2 separate regions of the Mus musculus genome follow, and region 1 is linked to region 2. Evidence: chromatin contacts called from public HiChIP or PLAC-seq data. All regions are on one chromosome and are shown on one strand. Each heading gives the region's core, a stretch centred on a gene start, on an enhancer-like site or on the middle of the called end of the contact. The rest is flanking DNA. Distances are from core to core; before and after follow the strand shown. Region 1 has its middle 6.9 kb from the start of Tnfsf14. Region 2 overlaps Rfx2 (regulatory factor X, 2 (influences HLA class II expression)).

Region 1 (4,989 bases), core at 279-2,778, 390 kb before region 2:
CATTCCATCCCCAGTAATTTACCAAAATTCTGTCTGTGTCTGTGTTCAGTACACATGGAGGCCAGAAGAGGGCTTTGGATCTCCTGGAACTGGAATTACAGGTGAGCTGCAAAATTATAGATGCTGGGAACTGACCCTGGGGCCTTTGCAAGAACGGTATGTGTTCTTAACCAACATACCTTTCTGTAGGGGGAGGAGCTATTACTAAAATCTGGTTCCCTAATTGGTTCTTGATTTGATCAATAAAGAAGGCTGGGGGAAGGGTAAAGGTGAGACTTCCGGGTTCCAGGGGAGAAAAAAGGGGACTCAAGAAAGGAGAGAGGGGCTTTTGCAGCCATGCACTGAAACAAGAAGAAAGCAGCAGTCATGTAAGATCTTAGGGAAATTAGAACCGGGGGCCCTCCGCCACCGGTGGAGGCTGGCTGATGTAGACCAGCTGATACAAGTTAGCTGGTAAGTTTTGGGGAGCAATTGTGCTACCTGACAAATTCTAAAATAATAAAACCGTCTAGTGTTTTCATTCCACAGAGCTAAGGTGGACAGAGAAAGAGAGGAACAGAGAGGGACCGGTGGCGTGCAGATGGCAGCTCCCAGCTTTCCCAGGTTAGGGGTTGGTTATGATTGATCCTCTGCATGAGCCACAGTCCTGGGCAAAGCCAGGAGCTCGGGCTGCATGCAACCCGGGCAAGGAGGTGGCGTGGCTTTTAACATGACACACAGCACCTTTCTCCAGGTGGGTGAACCATGTTTGTGAGATGGGGTTTTACTCCCTTTTACTGAGAGCTCAGTAGTCAGCTAGGCTGTCTCTGTCTCTTGTGCTAGGATTATGTGGGCTCCGAGGACGGACATCTAGTTCTCTCCCTCACACAGCAAGCTCTTAGCCAACAGTTATCTCTCAGCCCGCTCTGGAGTTTCTAGAGGTACCTATTGTCTCCCTCCGCTGACACACACAAACACACACACACACACACACACACACACGCTCACACACACACACACACACACACACACACACACACACACCCGCTTACTCACAGCTCAGCCCTGTCCTATCTGATTCCTCAGGAGTCTCTGTTCCCTAGGCTACTGTGACTCACATGGTTTGTGCTGCTGTGTCCTCCAGGTGTAGATGGTCCTTTGTGGACGGCAGTTTACCACGCTGGCAGGGTTTAGGAAAGTTACAACTCCCAAGGTTCCTGCCCTGTGTGTAGTCCTGTCCTGACTTTCTTTAATGATGAGCTACAATGTGGAAATAAACCCTTCCACCCCAAGTAGCTTTGGTCATGGTGTTTCATCCCAGCAATAGGAACCCTGACTAGGACTCTAATTTCCTTAGAGTTGTTCACTACCTCTGGCTCTTGTGCTCTTTTCTGCCCCCTCTTCTAGAATGACCCCTGGACTGTGGGAAGAGTAGGTGCAGGTAAATGTTTCATTTAGAGGTGAAAAATCTTCAGTCTCTTAGTCTCTGCAGCTCTCTGTGTTAATCGCCAACTAATGCAAATAGAAACTTCTCAGGCAATGGTTGAAAGCTGCTCTGATCTTTGGGCTGTAATGATGAGTCATTATGAGTCGATAGGATCTCCCCTAGGTCCTGTGGCCCAGTCATGATGCCAGGTAGAGGATTCTTCTTGTAAGAGGGACTTAAGTCCAACCAAAAGGTGGCTGGTTACACCTACGGTGTTAGGTTCACTATTGGTCAGTGGGCATCCCTTGCCAGGCCCATTGTTATTACAGCATGCAGGGGTCGCAGCTGTATGAGACTGCTGGCGACTTTTCTCCTTCCTGCGCTGTGAAGGCCAGCCAAAGGGAACAAAGCCCTCAGGACATATCACCTCAACTTTTTCATGTTCTATGACTCAAGTATGTGGTGTCTTCAGTAATGGGGTCTTACCGTGAAGTCCTGGGCTTAGCCAACGGCACTGGCACTAGTCTGTAAGGTTTGGGAGTGTCTATGGGACCTCACTAGTCAACAACCCCCAAAGAAGTAACCATTTCTGGTATTGGGCTTTTATCTGTTAGCCAGTGGTGTCTAAGAGAAGTGATATCACCCCATTCATTATAGATTAACACACACACATATGCACATATGTAAATGAAGCATGTACAATGGTACATAGATTTGCATATGTCTGTTTCATCTACCTTCAGTGTATGTAACTGTCCCATATTTCTTCCTCTACCATGACCTCACATCCACTACAACTAACCCATCCCCATCCCACTAAGCTCCTAAAAGCCTTGGTACCATAGCTTCTATCTTCTCATCCCTTGGTCTCTGGACTGCCTCTCCAAACTGTCTGTGGCCCCTCACTAGTGTCCTGACATACATGAGGGTTTCAAATGAAATATATGTATCTGAAGATTCAAAGTTAATATTTACCAATGCAGAAAAGGTGTCTACTTTCTGTACTATGCCAGAACAACAAACAATAATTAAAACTCTTACAGAAATGAATAAGTAGATGAGTGTAGGAACTAGTGAATCAGTATATGTAGCATAGTATTTTGGTAAATTTGGTGAAAAAATGTATTAAAGTTCTTAACCAAGAACAGTATCAAGTGGAATCTGTCAAAAAAAATGAGAATGATGGAGAGATGTAAGGAGGATTGAGAGATGTAAGGAGGATGGAGAGATGTAAGGAGGAGGATGGAGAGATGTAAGGAGGATTGAGAGATGTAAGGAGGAGGATAGAGAGATGTAAGGAGGAGGATGGAGACATGTAAGGAGGAGGATGGAGGGATGTAAGGAGGAGGATGGAGGGATGTAAGGAGGAGGATGGAGAGATGTAGGGAGGAGGATGGAGAGATGTAAGGAGGAGGATGGAGGGATGTAAGGAGGAGGATGGAGGGATGTAAGGAGGAGGATGGAGAGATGTAAGGAGGAGGATGGAGGGATGTAAGGAGGAGGATGGAGGGATGTAAGGAGGAGGATGGAGAGATGTAGGGAGGAGGATGAGGGATGTAAGGAGGAGGATACAGAGATGTAAGGAGGATTGAGAGATGTAAGGAGGAGGATGGAGAGATGTAAGGAGGAGGATGGAGAGATGTAAGGAGGAGGATGGAGGGATGTAAGGAGGAGGATGGAGGGATGTAAGAAGGAGGATGGAGAGATGTAAGGAGGAGGATGGAGGGATGTAAGGAGGAGGATGGAGGGATGTAAGGAGGAGGATGGAGGGATGTAAGGAGGAGGATGGAGGGATGTAAGGAGGAGGATGGAGAGATGTAGGGAGGAGGATGGAGAGATGTAGGGAGGAGGATGGAGAGATGTAAGGAGGAGGATGGAGGGATGTAAGGAGGAGGATGGAGAGATGTAAGGAGGAGGATGGAGGGATGTAAGGAGGAGGATGGAGGGATGTAAGGAGGAGGATGGAGAGATGTAGGGAGGAGGATGGAGGGATGTAAGGAGGAGGATGGAGAGATGTAAGGGGAGGATGGAGGGATGTAAGGAGGAGGATGGAGAGATGTAAGGGAAGGATGGAGAGATGTAAGGAGGAGGATGGAGAGATGAAAGGGGGAGGATGGAGAGATGAAAGGGGAGGATGGAGGGATGTAAGGAGGAGGATGGAGGGATGTAAGGAGGAGGATGGAGGGATATAAGGAGGAGGATGTAAGGAGGAGGATGGAGGGATGTAAGGAGGAGGATGGAGAAATGAAAGGGGGAGGATGGAGGGATGTAAGGAGGAGGATGGAGAGATGTAAGGAGGAGGATGGAGGGATGTAAGGAGGAGGATGGAGGGATGAAGGGAGGAGGATGGGGGGATGTAAGGAGGAGGATGGAGGGATGTAAGGAGGAGGATGGAGAGATGTAAGGGGAGGATGGAGAGATGTAAGGAGGAGGATGGAGGGATGAAGGGAGGAGGATGGAGGGATGTAAGGAGAAGGATGGAGATAGGTTTCATTAGTTCATGGTTCATAGTGCTGTTGCAGATGTTCCACATTTGTTTCTCAGTGGTCATGGAAGGAGTTCACAGGCAGCTCTAAGTGCATATCCGGCAGAATTGGTGCCCCCTTCTGGTTCCCACAGGCAGTATACACACATGCATACACTCACAATGACAAAGGTAAGTAACAGTAAATGTTAAAAATATAATGTAGATGGAGGAGCTAGAGAAAGTACGCAAGGAGCTAAAGGGATCTGCAACCCTATAGGTGAAACAACAATATGAACTAACCAGTACCCCCGGAGCTCGTGTCTCTAGCTGCATATGTATCAGAAGATGGCCTAGTCGGCTATCATTGGGAAGAGAGACCCCTTGGTCTTGCAAACTTTATATGCCTCAGTACAGGGGAACGCCAGGGCCAAGAAGTGGGAGTGGGGGGGGGGGTCTGGGGGACTTTTGGGATAGCATTTGAAATGTAAATAAAGAAAATACCTAATTAATAAAATAAATTAAATATATATATACATAATAATATATATTATTAATATAATATACATATTAGAAAGCCATTGAAGAAGATATTCAGTGTGTTCTTTAAATACATTAACACACTGACATACCACACAGCACTCACACACCTAGTCACACACACTCACATAGACACACCGTACTTCCACACACTGTCACACTTACATACACTAATACTCACACTAATACACAGACATACATACCTTCTCAACACAAGTCACATACTCACACACACTAATACTTATACTATTACACAGACATACATACATTGTCACACACATATGCACATACTCTCACTCACAGACATACCACACATACATTCACTTGTACACTAATACATACATTCACTTGTACACTAATACACTTACACTAACAAACTGACATATGTACACTGTCACATATACTTACACACACATTCTTTCACTTATATACACCCACACTCAAAGACATACCATACTCACACTCGCACATACACTCTTATAGACACACACATGCACCTACATACACTAATACACTAACACAGAGACCTATATACACTCTCTCACACACCTTCACACACACACATACACACACACACACA
Region 2 (5,009 bases), core at 2,250-4,749:
TTAGTTGTTGTTTCAGCTTGGACAGGTCGGTTAGTTGTTGTTTCATGAGGGGGCGTGGTCATGGGTGGAGCCCCTGCCTGGAATCCCCCAGTGAGGGACTGGGGGCGTGGTCCGTGGGTGGAGTCTTCGCCTAGCATGCTCAAAGCTGCATTTACTCTCCACTAATTTTTTAGTGTTTTTTAAAAAAGATTTATTATTTTATTTATATGAATACACTGTCGCTGTCTTCAGACACACCAGAAGAGGGCATCAGAACCCATTACAGATGGTTGTGAGCCACCATGTGGTTGCTGGGAATTGAACTCAAGACCTCTGAGCAGTCGGTGCTCTTACCCCGCTGAGCCATCTCTCCAAGCCCTTTTCAGTGTTTTTAAGACAGGGACTCACTAAGTTGTCCTGGAGCTCTCACTGTTGGCCAGGCTGTCTTCAGACTCATAAAAATTTTCCTGCCTTTGCCTCTTGAGTGCTGGGATTAAAGATGTGAGCCTCTGCACCTGAGACCCATATACATTTTTAAAAGCAATTTACCACAACCAGCAAAGTGTCTCAGTGGTTAATGGTGCTTGCCACTAAGATGACTACCTTGTACAATCTGGGACCCGTGTGGTGGGAGTAGAGAACCAGTTCCCACGTTGTCCTCCTATGTTCACACGTGTGCTGTGATATGAAAGTACATGCATATGCAAATGTATGCAAAAACAAGATTATTGAATTATAGTTTACATCCACAGAGTTCACCCATTTAAAATATATTGCTTACCACACTTTTGTATATTCAAAGTTATGTGGCCATCAGCACTAATTTCAGAACATTTCATGATCTCCCTGTGAGTTCATACTTTTCCTTCATCCCCTCCCCATCTCCTCCCCATCTCCTCCTCCATCTCCCTGTTTTTCCCATATGTTTTTTGCATAGCATGTTTGTCATCTAATCTTCTGTGACCTTGTGTTAGCTGCCTTCTCAACTGGGCAATCATGGGTCCTACAAAAGCTTTTGGTGATGACACGAGCGGTGGGTGCTGATGTTCCTTCACTCAGCTCCTGGTGAACAAGGTCCTGGGATGGAGAGTAAGTGTGGGAAGACACCATCAGCATCAGGTCTGTCCCATGCTGTCCCACTGTGGAGTCCCAGCTGTTTGTCTGCCAATGGATGCTCCGCTGTCTTCCCGTGCCCACTTCACTGCTGACCTTAACATAAGCAGTGGCCAAACCAGCAGCAGAGCTGAGCACCAGCTCCCTCGGCAGGGCTCCTGGGGGTGACACGAGGTTGTCCTGCTGCCTGTGACAACCTCGACAAAACACAAACAGGCCTTTAGGAGGAGAGGAGACAAAAGCCAGGTCAGAGACCTCCAGCTCCAAGTAAGCATTTGGCCAGTCTCAGGTCAGCCATAGTGTCACTGTGGTGCTGAGTGTCACATGCCAGGCAGGTCCCCAGTCCTGAGCACAGCTAGCTTTGTTGCTGTTGACCATGGATCTCCCTACATAGCCCTGGCTGTCCTGGAACTCACTGTGTAGACCAGACTGGCCTCGAACTCACAGAGATCCCTCTCCCACTGCCTCTTGGATGCTGGGATTAGAGACATGTGCCACCATGCCTGGCTATGTAAAATCTTAAATGTAAGCTTTTACATGGTTAATGCAAGAAGATGTGATGGGCATGGTGCACACACCAGTCACATTTGGGAGGTGAAGGCAGGAGAGTCAGATGTTTAAGGTCATCCTTGGCCACATAGAGAGTTTGAGCCTGTGCTACGTGACACCATCTCAACACAAAAACAAACAAATCAAACATTTCCCAAATATATTTAAAAGAATCCCCATGCCTCTCTTTTTGCCTTTCCAGCGCTCAGAACATTTTATTCCATGTCCCCAGAGTGATCCCGAGCTCCTCTTTTGGAAATTGACTTAACAAAGACCCAAGAATGGAGTCACCAAAAACAGAAGAGGACAGACCTGAGCCTGTCCTGACAGCCCAGAGCTAATGCTGGTGCTGGACTCCCGTTATGGCTGCTCTGGTCCTGCCCCATCAGGCTCTCCAGCCTCTCTGCCCTCTCTCCTGTCATTACACAGTCCCTGCAAGCTGTGATGTAGACCCCCGTCTGTGGCTGAGCACGTGGTGTCTTTTTCTCTCTTTTTGGTCAATTGTATGCTTCTGTGTTGACACCGACCCGACCGTCCACTGCACAAAGATACTTCTCTGATAAGGCTTGGGTGCTGCACTCAACCCTGGCCTCACATCCAGAAAGAGGAGAGACACTTCATTAGAGACATGTTGATACTATGTCCATTTAGCAAGGTGATAGAAGTGGACCCACCTGTGGGGCCTGTGGGTGCCCAGCCATGGGTCCTTGGCCAGGTTTACCAAGTGTGAGTTTCCGTAGGCCCTCATGCCTTTTCCTCTGTTCCATCTTGCTGCCCAAGCCCTAGACAGCTAAGACCCCTGCACTGTTCCTCCTTTGAACAGGAGGTTCCATGGCCTCACCACAGCACCTCCAAAGCCAATGTAGAACACCAGATGTATCCCCAGAGCAGCAGTGGCAATACAGCCACCCCAGCAGTCAGTGACTGCCCCAGTGTCACTGAGCAGCAGCATCCCAGCACTCGGGTGGCAGAGGCAGGGGGATTTCTGAGTTTGAGGCCAGCCTGGTCTACAAAGTGAGCTCCAGGACAGCCAGGGCTACACAGAGAAACCCTGTCTCAGAAAACAAAAAACAAACAAACAACAAACCACCACCACCAAATTCTGACTTCACCGGGGCCCTGTCCTGTCTGCACTGGAAGCCACAGGGCCACTTAATTGACCCATGTTTATTGATGCAGTGCTGGAATGATCCAGCACTGGCCCGGGAGGCTGGACACTGGTTCTGTGCTTTGATTGAATCTGTCTCAAGGGCTACAGAAGTAACTTGTGGGTAAAGGTGCTTGCTGCCAAGCCTAAAAAAATGCAAGTTGGATGCCCAGGACCCACCTAGTGGGAAGAGAAAGCAGACTTCTGTGCATAGCGGGTGCATGCTCACACATACACTACTGAGTAATGTAATTATCAGGGAAAGGAGATGGCTTCAGAGCCTAGGCCCTGCCTGGATGACAAGCTCACTGGCCTTTACAAAGGATGTTGGCCAGGGCTGTTCCTCACATGGGCCTTAAAGGCCGCACCCTCGAGCCCAGCAGGGCCTCTGAAGTCACCCAATTCTTCTTAGCCATTGCTTCTCTCTGGGAGGGCAGAAGACAGAGTAGCAGTCCCTACTCTCCGTGGAGTCCTCTGGGACAGGGCCACCCTGAGCCACTGGTGTGTGCGGCTCCGCTCATGCTTGCTACCTTCTGTGGAGTCCAGGATGTTAGGCAACTGCTCTGATCTTGCACTTTTCTCAAATAGCTTAACCCCTGCTTCTTTGCCTAGAGAAGACTTGTGTGTGACTTGCTGCCTAAGGGTAAACTGAGCCCATCCTTCTTCCTGGTCCAGGACTGGGAAGGGTGGCAGCCGGCCTCAGGATCACTGGGAGCTGAGCGAAGCATTGGTTTGGGCTTCTAGCCTCAGAACAGATCTGGTGAGCTGCCGGTCCATCCTGGTTACTATAGAGAAGAAATTATTTGTCTTGCTGTTCAGGCCTCTGAAAATAATAGATTACATATTTGGAAGGGCTTTCTTTTTTATTTATTTATTTATTTTTATTTTAGATCTGCTTAACGTGAGATAGAGAAGTTGCCCCGGGGATGACATTGTTTGGTTTGGGAAGTATTCTCTGGGTTGCTGGGCAACGGGCGCTTGGAAACGGGAGTGGACTGCGTCGCCCCTGGCAACCGTTGTTACTCAGCAAACAATGAGGGCTGGGCACGCGGCGCCAGAGGCCGGCGCCCGGTTCCCATCCAGCATCTGCATGTGTTTTCTGATTAGATGATGTGGAGGTTCGCGGGAGGGGGTGGGGAGCTGGCAGGTAGCAGGCACCGAGAGTCCCACGGACTCTGATTTTAGTTTTCAGTGGAATTTTAAAGAAACTCTTTTTTTTTCCCCCCGAGACAGGGTTTCTCTGTATAGCCCAGGCTGTCCTGGAACTCACTCTGTAGACCAGGCTGGCCTTGAACTCAGAAATCCACCTGCCTCTGCCTCCTGAGTGCAGGGATTAAAGGCGTTTAAAGAAACTCTTAATTCCTGTGTTTCTAGGGTCTCTATCTGGGCCACTCTGATGGCTGACAAAGCAGAGCAGAGCCCCCAAAACACTCCCACTCGGGACGGGCTGGTGTTGGAACCTGAACCCAGAACACTCTGATCCCCTGTGCTGGGATCCCCCCTGACACTGGGATCCCAGAGTGATCTGATAGGGTACACCAAAGATGCTGGGGCAGGCTCACGACAGGTGCCTCTTGCAGGCCGCTTTCCAGCCCTGGCTGGATCAGGATCAGACCCACCGCCCTCCTACTCCTCCCTGTGGCTAGGGACAGGGACTATTTCCCAGGGCCCCGTTGCTGAGGTAAACACTGGCCTGAGTTCTGTTCAGACACCCTGCCCCCACAAGAAGCTATAAATCCAGACTTGGGAGCAGGGCTGCTCTGAGGGGATTTGGCTGCCACCTTTACTTGGGTCTCGGGTGCTCCCACGATGCACCCTGGAGCCTGTCACTAACTTCCTCTGTACATCACTCACCCCCTACTTTTCAGAAGACTATCATTTGATGCTGAGTGGCTACTGTCTCAGCGGTTTGTTTGTTTGTTTTTGAGCAGGGTCTCTCTGTGTAGCCCTGGCTGTTCTGGAACACAATCTATAGAGCAGGCTGGCCTCGAACTCAGAAATCCACCTGTCTCTGCCTCCCAAGTGCTGAAATTAAAGGCGTGCGCCACCACTGCCTGGGGGCCCAGTGTCCCAGCTATAGTGACTCAGCTTGTGTCTGGGACATTTAAAAGAATTTCAACAGGTTTCTGAACTTTCAGGGTTGCTCCCAGCACTGAATGTGACAGTGTCCTATAAAAATGGAAGCAAGCTCGGTGTATGAAAAACTGAAGGACAAGCCAGC

The links. HiChIP or PLAC-seq counts read pairs in DNA pulled down with a chosen protein or histone mark.
Region 1: a contact with region 2 is called in a FOXA1 HiChIP or PLAC-seq map of pancreatic cancer cells. The contact joins two enhancer-like sites. A contact is called at or near these places in 1 of 39 promoter capture datasets (liver), 1 of 115 datasets of contacts at active chromatin or transcription factors (pancreatic cancer cells) and 1 of 9 other capture datasets (liver).

What each region holds. Positions count from the first base shown.
Region 1 is chr17:57,198,605-57,203,593 of GRCm38.p6, reverse strand. No RefSeq gene overlaps it. Among named protein-coding and RNA genes, the nearest start is that of Tnfsf14, 6.9 kb to the right of the region's middle. Within about 2 kb of position 1,528, at least 28 of the 459 cell types and tissues checked have an H3K27ac peak or open chromatin away from gene starts, as enhancers often do. A contact at or near this core is called in pancreatic cancer cells, where this site is marked.
Region 2 is chr17:56,813,296-56,818,304 of GRCm38.p6, reverse strand. The region is part of intron 1 of Rfx2 (regulatory factor X, 2 (influences HLA class II expression)); the gene reads left to right. Among named protein-coding and RNA genes, the nearest start is that of Rfx2, 15 kb to the left of the region's middle. Within about 2 kb of position 3,499, at least 156 of the 459 cell types and tissues checked have an H3K27ac peak or open chromatin away from gene starts, as enhancers often do. A contact at or near this core is called in pancreatic cancer cells, where this site is marked.